Regions from separate parts of the Zea mays genome. Here all the other regions are linked to region 3. The links are chromatin contacts, called in public Hi-C maps. All regions are on one chromosome and are shown on one strand. Each heading gives the region's core, a stretch centred on a gene start, on an enhancer-like site or on the middle of the called end of the contact. The rest is flanking DNA. Distances are from core to core; before and after follow the strand shown.

Region 1 (2,700 bases), core at 32-2,531, 260 kb after region 3:
AAAATATACAAGAGTACCTTAACCATATTATGGAAAAAATAAATTAAATAGACATTTATGATTATGTTTATTTTATATTTATGATTTGAATGTCTAAACTAGACGTTCGAAAGATCATTCTTAATTTTTTGCCATTAAATTTTCTTGTTAAATCTTATATAATACACTACTAGGCGAGTGCTCGTGCGTCGCAGGCCCGAGTTTCTCTTCGACATCATCCCAGATAACTCGTGGATGTCGCCCTCCATCTCATAATAGTATAACATACATTTGTATATATAAGTTATCGAATATTTTCTGTTGCAACACACGGTCACTACCTAGTAAGCAGTAGAGATTTAGAGAGTGAAATTTAGAAAATAAACTCTTAGATATTCTATTACCCATATGGAGGTGTTTGAATGCACTAGAAATAATAGTTATCTAATTAGCTGATGGCATCCAAACAAGCTAGCTAATAGTTTTAGTAAATTAGCTAATATCTCGTTTGGATGTAGATATTGGAGTTCAGAATTGGGAATTAGAATCAACTTTTTGTTTGATTGCACATGGAATTGAGATTTGAATTAGAGCCCAATTTTCCAGAATTTGACTATAACTAGAAACCCCTCTCCCAAAACAAAGCCCCACCTCTCGGTATTGCGTGGAATTAGACCCCACAATTCCAAACTTCAATTTAGTGGTATTAAAAAAATGAAATTACATCTCATTTTGATACCATACTTGATTTGGTATTCAACACAATTAAATTCCATCATCTCTAATATCGACATCCAATGGAAGCACGATAGTTAGGCCCTGTTTCAATCCTACTAGATAAACTCTAACAGCTTTTTAGCTACTTTTAGCCATTTAGTGATCTAAACAGGAGAGCTAATGATGGTATGATAAAATTTAGCACCTATTATCTTATAAGCTACTTGTTAAAAGTAGCTAAACGTGGGCCAGAGAACCCTATTTTCCAACCATACCCTCCAACCTCATTCTCTCTCTCCGCATTAGGGGCATATGTGTCTTTTTATTCCAATGTGCTAAACTTTATTAGAGTAGTCCAAACACCCGAAGGAGCTAATCTTTAGCACTTCAATTTATATGGCTAAAGTTTAGCTGGAAGCTAAAAATTATCATGTGAGATTTAAACAGGGTCTTAGTTAGATATTTGGTAGCTAGCTAATTGTGTTATCAATTTTTTAGTTAATAACTATTGGATCTAGTGTATTAAACACCCGTAAGCTTGGCTCTGGCTCAAAATCCAGTCTTAGAATCGATAAAATGAAAAAAGTTGGGAAAGAAACCCAGAACCCTTTCCCCCCAACCTAGCCGGCACCCACCAATGGCGAGGCCGCCGCCTGCGGCGCCCGCCCCGGTGAGGCTTCGTCTGCTTTTCGAAAACAGTCGCCTCCTCCAGCGTGTACAGAGGGATGAAGGCCTTCGGCGCTGCTGGCTTCTCCTTAGCCCGGAGCTCGACACCGTCGCCGACCTTGCCGCTCATGTCGCAGCCCGTTTCCGCCTCCGCCGCACCTGCCCGCGCGGCGTTGTGCTCTCGGTATGTCGCCTGTTCATCTCCCCTCCTTCATTGTTCCCGTTTCTCTCTTTTATCCATCCCCACTTATGCATGGGATCCTTCCCCACTCCGAAACCTGATTAGTTCATCATTGCGGTTTCTCTCCAAAATCGATGGTTTCGTACCACAATGTTTGATGGTTGTCCGTGTGGACCATTAATGCTTCATTCCTGATTTTCCTTCCATTTTTTTGTTATTTATATCTATATTCTTTACAAATACAAGCTTTGTGCATAAATTATGAATGAATGGTCTCTTGTGTGCAGATGGACGGGTTTACCTTGCCACCATTCGAGTCAACCTGCATCTTCAGGGATAACGATATTATAAGGTAACTGTTGCCTTTGGTGAACTATTCTGGTCTTTCCATATCTTTTCTCATTCCTTTTTCCCACTATATTATTACCTTGATATTTCAGTACTTGGCTTAGAGGAAAGGTTGGGGTGTGGTATTGTGTCTACCCAGAGATTTATGTGAAATGCACTGTGCATGTGGGCTTCAAGCCCAGACAAGTTTGGCTTTGATGCGCATCCTCAGGTGTCTGATTTCGGTAGCCTGAGGTGCAGATCGATGCCTGCGAATCTATTTGCCTGAGTGCTCCAGGGTGCTAGGTTTCATTACCACGATTCTGTACCATTCACATCTTGGTAAATAAGTAACCAAACAGATATAAACGCTAGTGAATCTATTACTCCCTCCATTCTGGTATGTAAGGACTAAGGCGTAATCACTTTTTATTTTAGTCCCATAATATAAGGTACTCCCTCTCTATACGTGCGCACATCAATGCGGTAGTATAGAGAGAACTAAATACATTTCTTGGTCGTTGAACCAGAGATAGTTATGTCTTATATACTAGGGTGGAGGGAGTATGTCCCAGAATAATAGTTGCTTGGAAAATGAGGGACATCCATATGGCAAGCAATATTGTACATCGGATCATATGCTTAAAATCTACGTTATCACCTATAGCTCTGTTTTGGCTCCATTAGCTGCTAATAGTTAGCTTAGCTAGCTAGCTAGCTAGCTAACTATAAGCTGGTTTGGCTGAACTAGTGAGATAGTTGTTAGTTGTGTATTTAGCTAACAATTAGCTAGATTATTAACTGGACCCCTTTGGATCCAAAGGAGCTAA
Region 2 (2,700 bases), core at 139-2,638, 260 kb before region 3:
TATATAAATGATTATTTTAATTAGAAACTTCATGCCTCCACGATTCAGATGCATGAATTGTAGTGTCTATACTATATGTACTCACTCTACAGTCACAAATAAGTGACATTTCAGTTTGTTAGAAGTCAGCTTTTTCAAAGTTACATGTCTAGTAAATTGTTATTGCAACATATCCATAATAATACAGCAAAATGCATCCTGTTATGATGGAAACTATGTTTCAAGGCATACCTCCTCATATATATATACCCCTGTTGACACCTTTTCGGAGGCGCCAATTACTCAAGAGCACCAGCGGCGGTGCTCTCTGCACAGGGGCGGACGGTCCGCGGCCTGGTGCGAGGCGGCGGTGCTTTCTGGTCAGGCGCGGACGGTCCGCGGCACAGGGCCGGACGGTCCGCGACCTGGTGCAGGAGCCCGAGTTCCCTGCCTGACGGCCGGACGGTCCGCGCCCTAGGGCCGGACGGTCCGCGCGTGCGCAGGGGCGGCGGAAGACCGCCGACGGCGCCTGGATCTCGCTCCCGGGAGGGACCCCGTCGGGGAGGAGAGATCCTAGGTGGTGTCTAGGCTCAGGCCGGCCGACCTAGACTCCTCTAATCGACGTAGAGCCGAAGAGAGACGACGAATTTGGGGATTGGATAGCTAAACCTAAACTAGACTAGAACTACTCCTAGGATAAAATGCGAAATAGAAGTTGTATTGATTCGATTGTTGATGATTACAAATCGGCCGTAGACCTCTCTATTTATAGAGGAGGGGGGCTGGACCCTTTACACAACTGATTCCGAGCTAATCCCGCGAATATAGCTAACAACCATAGCACAAAACTCGGAACCCTAATCTGTTCTGCGCACGCGCGGACCGTCCGACCCACAGGCGCGGACCGTCCGGACCGCGGACCGTCCGGCCTCAGGGCCGGACAGTCCGCCGGCTCAAAACCGGTTCGAACAACCCCCTTCAAATTTTGCAAACACAATTAATTGGTGGTACTGAGCATTGTGTCAACTAAGGTGTTTTTTTTGTCAGAGTTTAGAATGGTAGACTTTTAAGATAACACCAATTCACCAAAACTCTAGTCGGGCAAATTTGATGGCCTTAGGGTGTTTGGTTCGTGACTAACCGTGTCACACTTTGTTTAAGGTTAGTCGTTCGAATTGAAGAAATAAGTTTAGACCTAAAAGTTAGCCAAAAGCGACAAATTAGACAGGAAACTAAATATGCCCTTAATCCGGCTGCTCCTAGCTGTGTTGGGGAAAAAAAGGAAGCCTAGCTCGGAGGCTTTGGTTCTCCTGTGACGTTTGTGCGCTGGTTCTCAACTGGGAATATGGGCTCCGGCGACTCCCGCCGGTTTGACCTCAAGGCGGCGACAGCCAGACACACACAGCCTAGCTGTCTGGGCATATGAGTACGTCGTTGTCTGATCCGCGGCCCACTTTGACTGTCCGTGTTTGGTTGGAGGATAGATGGAAGGGGCGCCCATAGTTTATATATCATGTGTTTGGTTACCTGTATTTGCGTTCTTGTATCATGGGATGCAATCAGCTGGTGTTCAGTTGTTGTCAACCAGGCTCTATGCGTGCGAGGTGTGTATTTGGTTACCTGCGTGTAGATGTGAAGTCAGGCTTGCACGATATTTAAAGTACCCTAAGTCAGGCTCTATAGACGCGAGCAAATTGGTCGCATCTCTGGAGCTAGGCTCCCGCCGGCTTGGCTCATACAGCCGGGCTATCAGTGCTAACAATCTCGGATAGATAGATATATACAGTCGTCGTCCACGACGAATGATGCGAAAGAGCCAAGGGCAGAGTCCGATTTGACTGGTAACTTCGCAAAAAGTTCAAATGGCTTAGAATAATATAGAAGAGAGGGTGAGTATTAGTGCATGTAGATGATAACTAGGAACAAACAAGGACGACGACGGCGACGACGAGCCCGTCTAGAATAGACTATATGCTACTACTGGCTCTTAGTTGTGGTACCTTAAAGTCACCATGCATCTTGATGGCGTGTGACGACGATGGATGGATGGCAATATTATTTGTGAAGAAAACTCAGCCAGGTTTCCTGCGGGCATGCATCTTGTTGGCTAACGACGAATAGACGCTAGCTGGATTCATTTCCTGTACTACTAGCTAGCTCATAGATTATGTCGATCTGACGCCGACAGTTATTAACATATGATCGAGAAACCTTCTGTACTTTTAGCTGTTGAATCGGAAGTAAGAGTTCTACGCTGTATATATAAGGACCACTTCGCGTTTTCAGCTGGTGCATGCAGGAAGGAGATGAAGAACGACAGCCAGTTTTTTATTTTTTTTTATGAACAGGATGCATTATTGTCTTGTGTTTGTAACAAGATTCTCAGTTGTGTGTTGTCCCTGTCATTTTCTTATCTTCGAGGGACCTCGCTCTCTACAGTACGACACATGTACTGCGTTTCTGAAGAAGGTGTGAACTCAAGTTTCATGCATTAAATCTGCTGGCTACATGTGCGTGGGCTAAGCATTGGGCATACAATGGTGATCAATATAAAGTCTTTTTAAGGTGTTTAAAGGTGCTGTTTGCAAAAAAAATAAGTTGAGCTATCTCTGGCTCTTAATTCAAGTAGCAACAGATGTCTTAGCTTTCACTTTACGAATTCGTCGTCTGTTTTATCGATCTGATGTTGTACAAGCGCATTTAATCATACATTTATTAATA
Region 3 (2,700 bases), core at 44-2,543:
CTCCCTTGCTCTAGTACCTCGAAGACCATCTTGCCTTGTTTATAGTTTGACCTGTTGTCTCTGTCATGTACATTGAGTTCCACTTAATCAATGTTCATCCTTCACTTTGACTTTTGATATGTACAATCCATACCATCTCATCTTATATGGAATATCACTCTTGAGCCTTGAAGCTTTTCACTAAGTAGCTCTTCAACACTTAACACCTCAATTAGACCTTTGATTATGTTGTCATCCAAAACAACAAAACTCACCAGGAATCTTTCAACTATGATATTCTCCACTACCATGATTTTATCTTAAACCTTCAAAAAAACTTTACTTGGAAACACCCCTTAGGCTTTGTTTGGTACTCTAGTATTCGCCTCAATCCACATGTATTGAGGTGAATTAGGGTGTAAATTAATTTAGGGGATATTTGAATGCACTAGAGCTGATGGTTAGCTTCTAAAATTAGTTGAAGACATCAAAACACTATAGCTAATAATTGACTAGCTATTTGTTAGCTAGCTAATTTTACTAGCAATTTTTTAGTCAACTAACTATTAGCTGTAGTGCATTTAAACATCCATAATTTACACCCTAATTTAATTCAATACATGTGGATTGAGATGAATAAGGCCTTGTTCGTTTACATCGGATTGTACCCGGAATCATTTCGGCTAATCAAAGTTTATATAAATTATAAAAGCAATCCGGCTCGGAATCGTTCCGACCCACCAATCCGACACAAACGAACATGGCCTTGTTCGTTTGTGTCGGATTGGTGGGTCGGAACGATTCCGAGTCGGATTGCTTCTCTAATTTATATAAACTTTGATTAGCCGGAACGATTCCGGGTGCAATCCGATGTAAACGAACAAGCCCTAAGGTCCTGTTCGGTTGTTCCGGATTGGAGCCCCGGATTAATTCCTAGCTGGATTACTTCTCTAATTTATATAGATTTTGATGAACTGGAATGAATCCTGGCTCATTCCGGTACAACCGAACAGGCCCTAATAGAGTAACAAAACCAGCCGTCAGTAATCACGGCCTCACGGGAGAACGATAGCAGAATTACAGTTAAGTGTAGCCTCCACTTGTAGAGTAGTAATTGGTACAATGCATCTTTATTTTATGTCGCTGCAATCTTATTTGAAAGCAGGCTAGCCAGAGGTTTTAGGCCCAAGAAAGTATAGCCAAAAGCCTACATATACAAGTGGGCTGCTAATATTGGGCCAGCATAGCCCACCGCTCCCAATATGTTTTCTCAACCTCTTGTTTCCACCACCACCAGTCTCTACCTCCGTGCGTCGTGCGCCAAGGCGCGAACCCTAGCCGAGATCAGATCGGAGGCGAGCGCCACCACCGGCCGGAGGAAGAGGACGACACGATGCTGCGGGTTGCGGGGAGAAGGCTCTCGTCTTCCCTCTCCTGGCGCCCCGCCGCGGCGGTAGCCAGGGGTCCCCTCGCCGGCGCTGGCGTCCCCGACCGGGACGACGACTCGGCTCGCGGACGGAGCCATCCGCGGTTCTCCATCGACTCCCCCTTCTTTGTCGCTTCCAGGGGTAAGCGCGCGCGACCTTCATCCTGATTCTCGTGTCTTCGTGTAGATTTGGCTCGGATTGAGATCGGGATCCATCGGGCTTGATCTGCGATACAAGGATTTCTAGTTTTGCGAAGTTTTGGATGATTGTTTGGGTTCTCGATGATGGTGTAGTTCTGTTTCGAGGCCTTCCTGTAGCTTGTTGTGCAATAGCTGTAGCTCTTACGTTGATCGGTCTTGTAGGCACTTTGTCTGTCCATTTGATAGACAATTTGTGTTCTTGTCAGGACCCGGGAGAATTTGTTCCCTTATTTTTAGCATGTCTTATGCTGTTTGACATCCATTTCTTATGTGCAGCCACCGAGCTGTGCTCTGACATAAAAGAATACCTCCTTCCGTTTGTGATTAGCAGTGTATGATGAGCTGGGTTGCTAGGATGGAACTTGGTGATGAGCTGTGTTGCTAGGATGGGAATAATAGTAGAGGGGGAGGGAAATTATTTAACAATACTTGTTATGCAGCTTAATTTATATTTAATTGATATTCCTCAAATTCCTTTTGAATGATTTGACACTTAACTGAATGGCTTGTGTTGCTGTCCAGAGGCCCTCTTCGTAGCAAGTATATTCCCTTGATTTTAGAATGTTGGTAACAGTTTGGTAAAATTGATGGCGGTTGGTGAATTTGGTTACTATCATGACAGTGTTGTGCTATTGCATTAGTTTGATGGTACAGTTACGAACCTCGTCCAAAATAAAAACTAGTATCTGAACTTCTGATTTTACAAACATTTGTCATGTATTTATAAGTCTAGTTTTACTTCTTGGATGGGTTCCCTCGTTTCCTTGTTCTAGAGACCTACATATGGCTGCTGTTCCTTTTGCCATGTTACCTTTGTTGATTTACTTATGTTATTGTGCCGCGAAATGACAGTCCTGTTGGCAAAGACCACAACAGTGGGCACTGTCCTGAAGGTTAAAGAAATAATTATGGTACCGACTCGTTTTAAAAATATTCCTCATTTTTCAGTTTTTTGTAAAAATAGCTAATATCTATTGCATGCCTCTTATAAGCAAGATCAACATTATGCCAAGCAAAAGAATACTGAAACATGGTTGTTGAGGCGCCTAGGCGTTCAGGTGTACCCCAGGAGCCATAGGGTTTTAGTTACACCA
Region 4 (2,700 bases), core at 156-2,655, 300 kb before region 3:
TGAAGGGCACATAAGTTTCTGTGTGCTTGCGGAGTAAAATCCAATTGACATAAGAACCATCAACGGTGGACAACATACATGCTAGTGATCCACCACTAGACACGCCCAATAAGGAACCCTTGTCCTCTATACATAGAACTTTGTCATGTGAGATCCTAACCTTCGCATTGCATTCACATCCTTTTGAAGCATATTTGTGAATGGGATTACTTACAATTGAACTTTGGGATTCCTCTGATCTACCTAGTGCTAAGTTTGACAAGTACGCATCACACCTACTCACTAGAATCAACTAGGTCAAACTACTACTTTATACCCCTATATAGTATGACCAAGGAAAAATGAACCCCTAAAATTACTCTAAGCGTCCCTCACTCCAATTGACACTTAGAACTAGTATGTCCTTAACCCTGTTGCATATTATTTGAAAACTGAAATAAAATCTATCTAAAGGGCATGAAAACCATTGATTGCTCATTATACGATCATTATTGTGACCTACTTATAATGCCCTTGCAAAATATAGGTTAATTATAATAATTATGTTGTCATTAATCACAAAAAACTAAATTAGAATCCGAGATGCTTTCAGATTTAATGACCTCCAGGAAACCAAAGTATATCTTGGAACCATCTAATCAACTCAATTATCTATGTATGGTAAATTATAAAAGTGTGTTAGGATGTAAAATATCAATATTAAATGAAGTGTACGATAACATTACTTATTATGGTTGGAAATAGGAATTATGTCTGCTACAAAGTTAGCCTGAATGACAAGAGTCTATGGACAAATCTGGGTGCCTCTAGAGGAGGGGCTGCATGTCTGATCATGTAAACAAAAGTATCACGTGCACATCAACACAATTGACATATAGTTATGACATGTTATATATTGACATAATGAAGACATATCAACTTGTGTCGTACATGGATAAACATATTAGTACAATACAAAGGCATATGACATCATATCTAAATGCCAATGTACCTCAAAACCTTAATTAGGCAAGCTATATACATATCACATATCTCAAAACCCTAATTAGGAAAGTTTAGTGTAAGTCGAAGGAGAATGTAGGTTTGGTTTGGTTTGTAGGGACCAATTTCTAGTCCCTCTATTTTAGTCCCTAAATTGTAAACACAGAGACTAAAATAGAGATAATCCTTCTTTTAATCTCAGTGTTTAATAATTTAGAGACTAAAAAGGAGAATTAAAATTTAGTCTCTAAAAACCAAATACACCCTTAATCGTCGAGTCTACAAACATATTATGATATTAGCACCTCAAAAATATTCTTCAAGTTCGAGAGTGGAGTCACAAAAGTGCAAGACATACTGGGCCAAGGATAGCCCAAGGTGGCCAGCCCAAGGCCCGCATCAACTTCTGACAATTGGTCCAACGAGCACCTAGGCAGCCCTTGCAACAACGAAGATGTCGTTGGCTCAGCACTGCACAGCACAACAACCAACCAGGGTATTGGGTCACAAGATTGACGTCCTGCTTTATCTCAAAATTAATATTAAAAACCTGCCAAATCTTAACACACCCAACAAATGATCCTTCGGCGTGATTGATTGTGTACTGTAGTGTAGTGGCAATTTGTCTGTTCACTTTCATGTCCTCTCGCCTAGTGACAACTACAGGCAGTTGTCCCCTGGTTCTAAAAGTCAACAAGGAAAACACTATTCTCTTTATTCTTCTCACTCCAATTAATCCTCCACAGTGCATCTTTTGACCACGTATCATTTTCTCCCGCGAGCGTACAATAATTGGAACATTTCCCTAGTACTTGTTAAGTTTTTCTCAGTGTCGCGTGTTGTTCCAAGTGAATATGAGAAGAAGTCAATAATAGGAAATGCCAAAATTTTATATTCTTTCGTCATGTGACCTAATCAGTTTTTTGAGAATTTTTCAACACCTGGGTACTAGTGGATATTATGTATGACCGAGTCAATTAAGACGCTGCAGCGAGTCGGTGGTCGTAGGCTCCCCGTATCTTTTGGCAAACTCTATGCATTGAATGAGCTTCGTTTTCTTTATTTGCTTCTGTTTCTTAGAGATTTCACTACTAAAAAAATCAGAAAATAGTTTTTTATAGCCTAATAATAGAGGTAATTTTTTTAGCATGACCTTTGTAAATGATTATTAGGTGAGCCCAATACACCAGTAGAAAAGAGCTCTAAGGGTGTGTTTGGTTTGACTTTTGGCTTTGGCTTTTGCCTCCTTAAAAGCCAAAAGCCAACCAAAGGGCTGGATCCAGGAAGCAGCTTTTTCTAAAAGCCGACTTTCTCGTAGTGCAAATCTGAAAGCACTCCTGTACCTGCTTTTAGTAGCTTTTCGGATGAAACTATGAAAACATATATCGAAGAATTTTTAACGACTTTTAGTGGTTTCCACCAAACGATTTTTAGCTTTTTAACAGCTTACAGCCTACAGCAGCTTTTTCTACAGCTCACATCCCACAGCAACTTTTTTCACAGCCACAGCCCAACCAAACAGACCCTAAGCTTATAGTACGCAAAACTTTTCACAAGCGGTTTTAGTTACCAAGTGACAGTGAAAATAAAAAGGTGGACCTGGTTTAAGAAATCGCCAGTGGAAATCAATTTCTATTGGCGGTTTTCTTAACACAACTGCCAGTGCAAATCACACTTTCAGAATAGGAAAATACAACGAAGAACTAAAAGGAAAGACCG
Region 5 (2,700 bases), core at 151-2,650, 350 kb before region 3:
TCGTCGCTGGTACTGTCGTCTCTGTCTCCGGCCGGTCCGGGTTCCCGTGTACCTTTGTCACACGAAGATTTCCGATCATATATGGCAGGCGCAGCTGCTGCCACTCGGCAAAACCGAGAAAACTCTCGACAAACTCTTTGTCAGATGTGATTTTGGTTAAACAAGTTTCAGTAACTATATATCAACAACAACTTCTTTACCGAATAATTTTATTCGGTCACTCGACATAGACTTTGCCGAGTACCACCCGGCACTCGGCAAAAAAATAGCCATCACGATACCAAATGACGGTGATGGAGCCTTTGCCGAGTTCCCTAGAGAGACTATTTCTGTTGAGTACTGGGCACTTGGCAAAGAAGTCTTTACCGAGAGTTTGGCTCTCGATAGAAACTCTCTTCGTTGAGTGTCATTTTATGCTGAGTGTAGCATTCAACAAAGTCTGTTTTGCCGAGTGCCCGATAAATAGCACTCGACAAAGATCTAGACACTCGGCAAAGAGCCAGATTCCGGTAGTGCTTGATTAGCTTTTGAGATAGCGAGGGGTCCACGTCCACCTTTATTGGAGCAATTATAATAAGCTGATGTAGGAGAGCGATAAGAGATACCATATTAGATTTATGATGATGTGTAAGAAAGAGAAGTGAAGAAAAAGTAGCCAAATGAGAGTGTGCACACGGACTCTAAGACACTCTATGTGAGATAGAGGTGAACTAAATTATTAAATGTATAACTTACATCATTGAAGAGCAATTATATAAGCAAATATATATATATATATATATATATATATATATATATATATATATATATATCCCTACTACTCCTTAAGAGTGGAGTGTAGGCGTGCACGGTTCTGCCTGTGCCGCGCGGTCCTCTTGCCGCCGATGGAAGGTGCCGCGGATCCCGGCCCTCCTCCCCACACCGCCTCTCCCCTCCGCCTGTGCTCCTCGCCGTGTCCGCGCATGGAACCCACCCGCGGATCTCGCCCACGATGCACGCCTCCACCGCGCCGCCGATGGAAGGTGCCGCGGATCCCGGCCCTCCCCACACCGCCTCTCCCTCCGCCTGTGCTCCACCTCGCCGTGTCCGCGCATGGAACCCACCCGCGGATCTCGCCCACGATGCACGCCCGCTCGCCGCTTCGTGACCCCTGCCCCCGCCCTCGTTCCATCCCCCAATCTTGCGGAGGCAGTACTGATGGGGAAGGGCGAGGCGGAGAGGAAGAAGAGATCCGGAGACGAGCGAGCGTCGGGGCCACCGCCACCCGACCCATCCCATCGATCCCCATCAGTACGACCTACACGATCGCCTCGCGCACCTCTCTGCCTCCTCCCTGAGGACCACCACCATGGGCTGTTCAAGGCACAGCTGGAGGCGTCCTGCACAACGCGCTTACCAAGATGAAGGGCTTCCGGGCGCCGGCGAAGAGGAAGCGCACAGCAGGTGCCGACGTGGTCGCGGTCGTGGCCAAGTGAAAGGTGGGCGACCTCATGCTTACCAAGATGAAGGGCTTCCAGGCGTGGCCGGCTATGGTGAGTGCGTCGTCTCAACAACTCCTAATTCTCTACTCCCTAATCTATGGCCTTCCTATGGCCTGTTCAGTCTGGGTCCAAGGATTCTTGGTCTGGGAAGGGGTTTCTCGCTTAGGATTTGGTGGCGGACGTGGAAGACCTGTCTAAGACTGCTAAGCTTTAGGTAGTAGGGGCTACTTCTACTGCATTTTTCTATCACAGGATGTGTACCGTGTGTAGGCTCTACTGCTGATAGGATCAGGATCATGCTCTCAGTGTCCTTCCATCAGAAATTTGTCTCAGAGACTGTCTTTGGTTCAATTAAACCGAAGGAAGATTTAACTATTTAGAATTTGACTAACTAAATTCGAAAATTGGAGCCTACCGAAGCAGAACGGCATTTAGGAACTACCAAATGCCACCAAATTCAGGCTGTCGATTCAGCTAGAAGGTTCGTGTGTTTTTTAATAAATTCGGCCAAATTTTAACTGCAATCTACAGTTTTTTTTCTCTCCCTGTGCTCGCAAGACACCTGTGAGGCTGTGAGTGCGACTTCTCCGTGTCCTGCGTCGAACTACGCGTACTCGAACTGGTTGGTGCCATTTTTCTTCTTTGTGAGAGACCGAGAGTGACATTTTTCCTTATGTTCTTACGCAACTTTTTCAACAGGGTGAGAACCAACCGTGTTAATTCGGCAAATCTTAATGACCTTAATTCCACAACAGCACCAACAGTGAACAGTCAATCGTTGCCCTCCAACGGCAGATCTTAATGCTAATTCCACAACAGCACCAGTGATTGTGTGTCTGGGTGAAGTATCTGCGGTTTTTAGTGGTGGTTGATAACTATTTGCTTTCTTCAGGTTATTAGTCTCGTTAACTACGCAAGAAGAGGATGGATTGTCATTGTCTGTTCCTAGAGATAGTTGCTATCACTCTTGATCTTATCGATTTTATGTGATCTTGCTGCCTCATTTATCTCGCATTTTTTGTAGTTGTGTCAATATACTGCTCACAAACCCAATTTGGGTTGTTGTTACACAAATGCAAGTGAGCATATGTTTCTTCTCTGGTACCTACTTTTAGTGCAGAACTGGAGATTATCTGGCATAGCAATACATTGATACTTCATTCTGTTTGCAGACTCACAAAAAGGCAAACAAACAGCAAATACCTCAGGGATTGACTTG

Evidence for each region. A called contact is a pair of places that touch in the nucleus more often than the background predicts.
Region 1: a Hi-C map of leaf shows a contact between it and region 3, with 3 times the contacts expected there. The contact joins the promoter of LOC100384247 here to the promoter of LOC542550 in region 3. A contact is called at or near these places in 10 of 25 Hi-C or Micro-C datasets (bundle sheath, ear, leaf and 3 more) and 1 of 3 datasets of contacts at active chromatin or transcription factors (leaf).
Region 2: a contact with region 3 is called in a Hi-C map of bundle sheath, with 2.0 times the contacts expected there. The contact joins the enhancer-like site here to the promoter of LOC542550 in region 3. A contact is called at or near these places in 3 of 25 Hi-C or Micro-C datasets (bundle sheath, ear and leaf).
Region 4: a contact with region 3 is called in a Hi-C map of ear, with 3 times the contacts expected there. The contact joins the enhancer-like site here to the promoter of LOC542550 in region 3. A contact is called at or near these places in 3 of 25 Hi-C or Micro-C datasets (bundle sheath, ear and tassel).
Region 5: a Hi-C map of leaf shows a contact between it and region 3, with 6 times the contacts expected there. The contact joins the promoter of LOC103642717 here to the promoter of LOC542550 in region 3. A contact is called at or near these places in 6 of 25 Hi-C or Micro-C datasets (bundle sheath, ear, leaf and 2 more).

Annotation. Positions count from the first base shown.
Region 1 is chr10:114,443,013-114,445,712 of Zm-B73-REFERENCE-NAM-5.0, forward strand. LOC100384247 reads left to right here and starts at 1,282. Exons shown (of 14, transcript NM_001362333.2): 1 at 1,282-1,546; 2 at 1,831-1,895. The coding sequence starts at 1,334.
Region 2 is chr10:113,922,458-113,925,157 of Zm-B73-REFERENCE-NAM-5.0, forward strand. No RefSeq gene overlaps it. Among protein-coding and RNA genes, the nearest start is that of LOC103642717, 88 kb to the left of the region's middle. Within about 2 kb of position 1,389, at least 11 of the 20 cell types and tissues checked have an H3K27ac peak or open chromatin away from gene starts, as enhancers often do. A contact at or near this core is called in bundle sheath and leaf, where this site is marked.
Region 3 is chr10:114,183,189-114,185,888 of Zm-B73-REFERENCE-NAM-5.0, forward strand. It overlaps LOC542550 (iron-sulfur protein 1), which reads left to right and starts at 1,294. Exons shown (of 2, transcript NM_001371631.1): 1 at 1,294-1,547. The coding sequence starts at 1,373.
Region 4 is chr10:113,884,431-113,887,130 of Zm-B73-REFERENCE-NAM-5.0, forward strand. No RefSeq gene overlaps it. Among protein-coding and RNA genes, the nearest start is that of LOC103642717, 50 kb to the left of the region's middle. Within about 2 kb of position 1,406, at least 15 of the 20 cell types and tissues checked have an H3K27ac peak or open chromatin away from gene starts, as enhancers often do. A contact at or near this core is called in bundle sheath, ear and tassel, where this site is marked.
Region 5 is chr10:113,834,282-113,836,981 of Zm-B73-REFERENCE-NAM-5.0, forward strand. LOC103642717 reads left to right here and starts at 1,401. Exons shown (of 5, transcript XM_008665924.4): 1 at 1,401-1,471; 2 at 2,506-2,560; 3 at 2,654-2,700. The coding sequence starts at 1,401.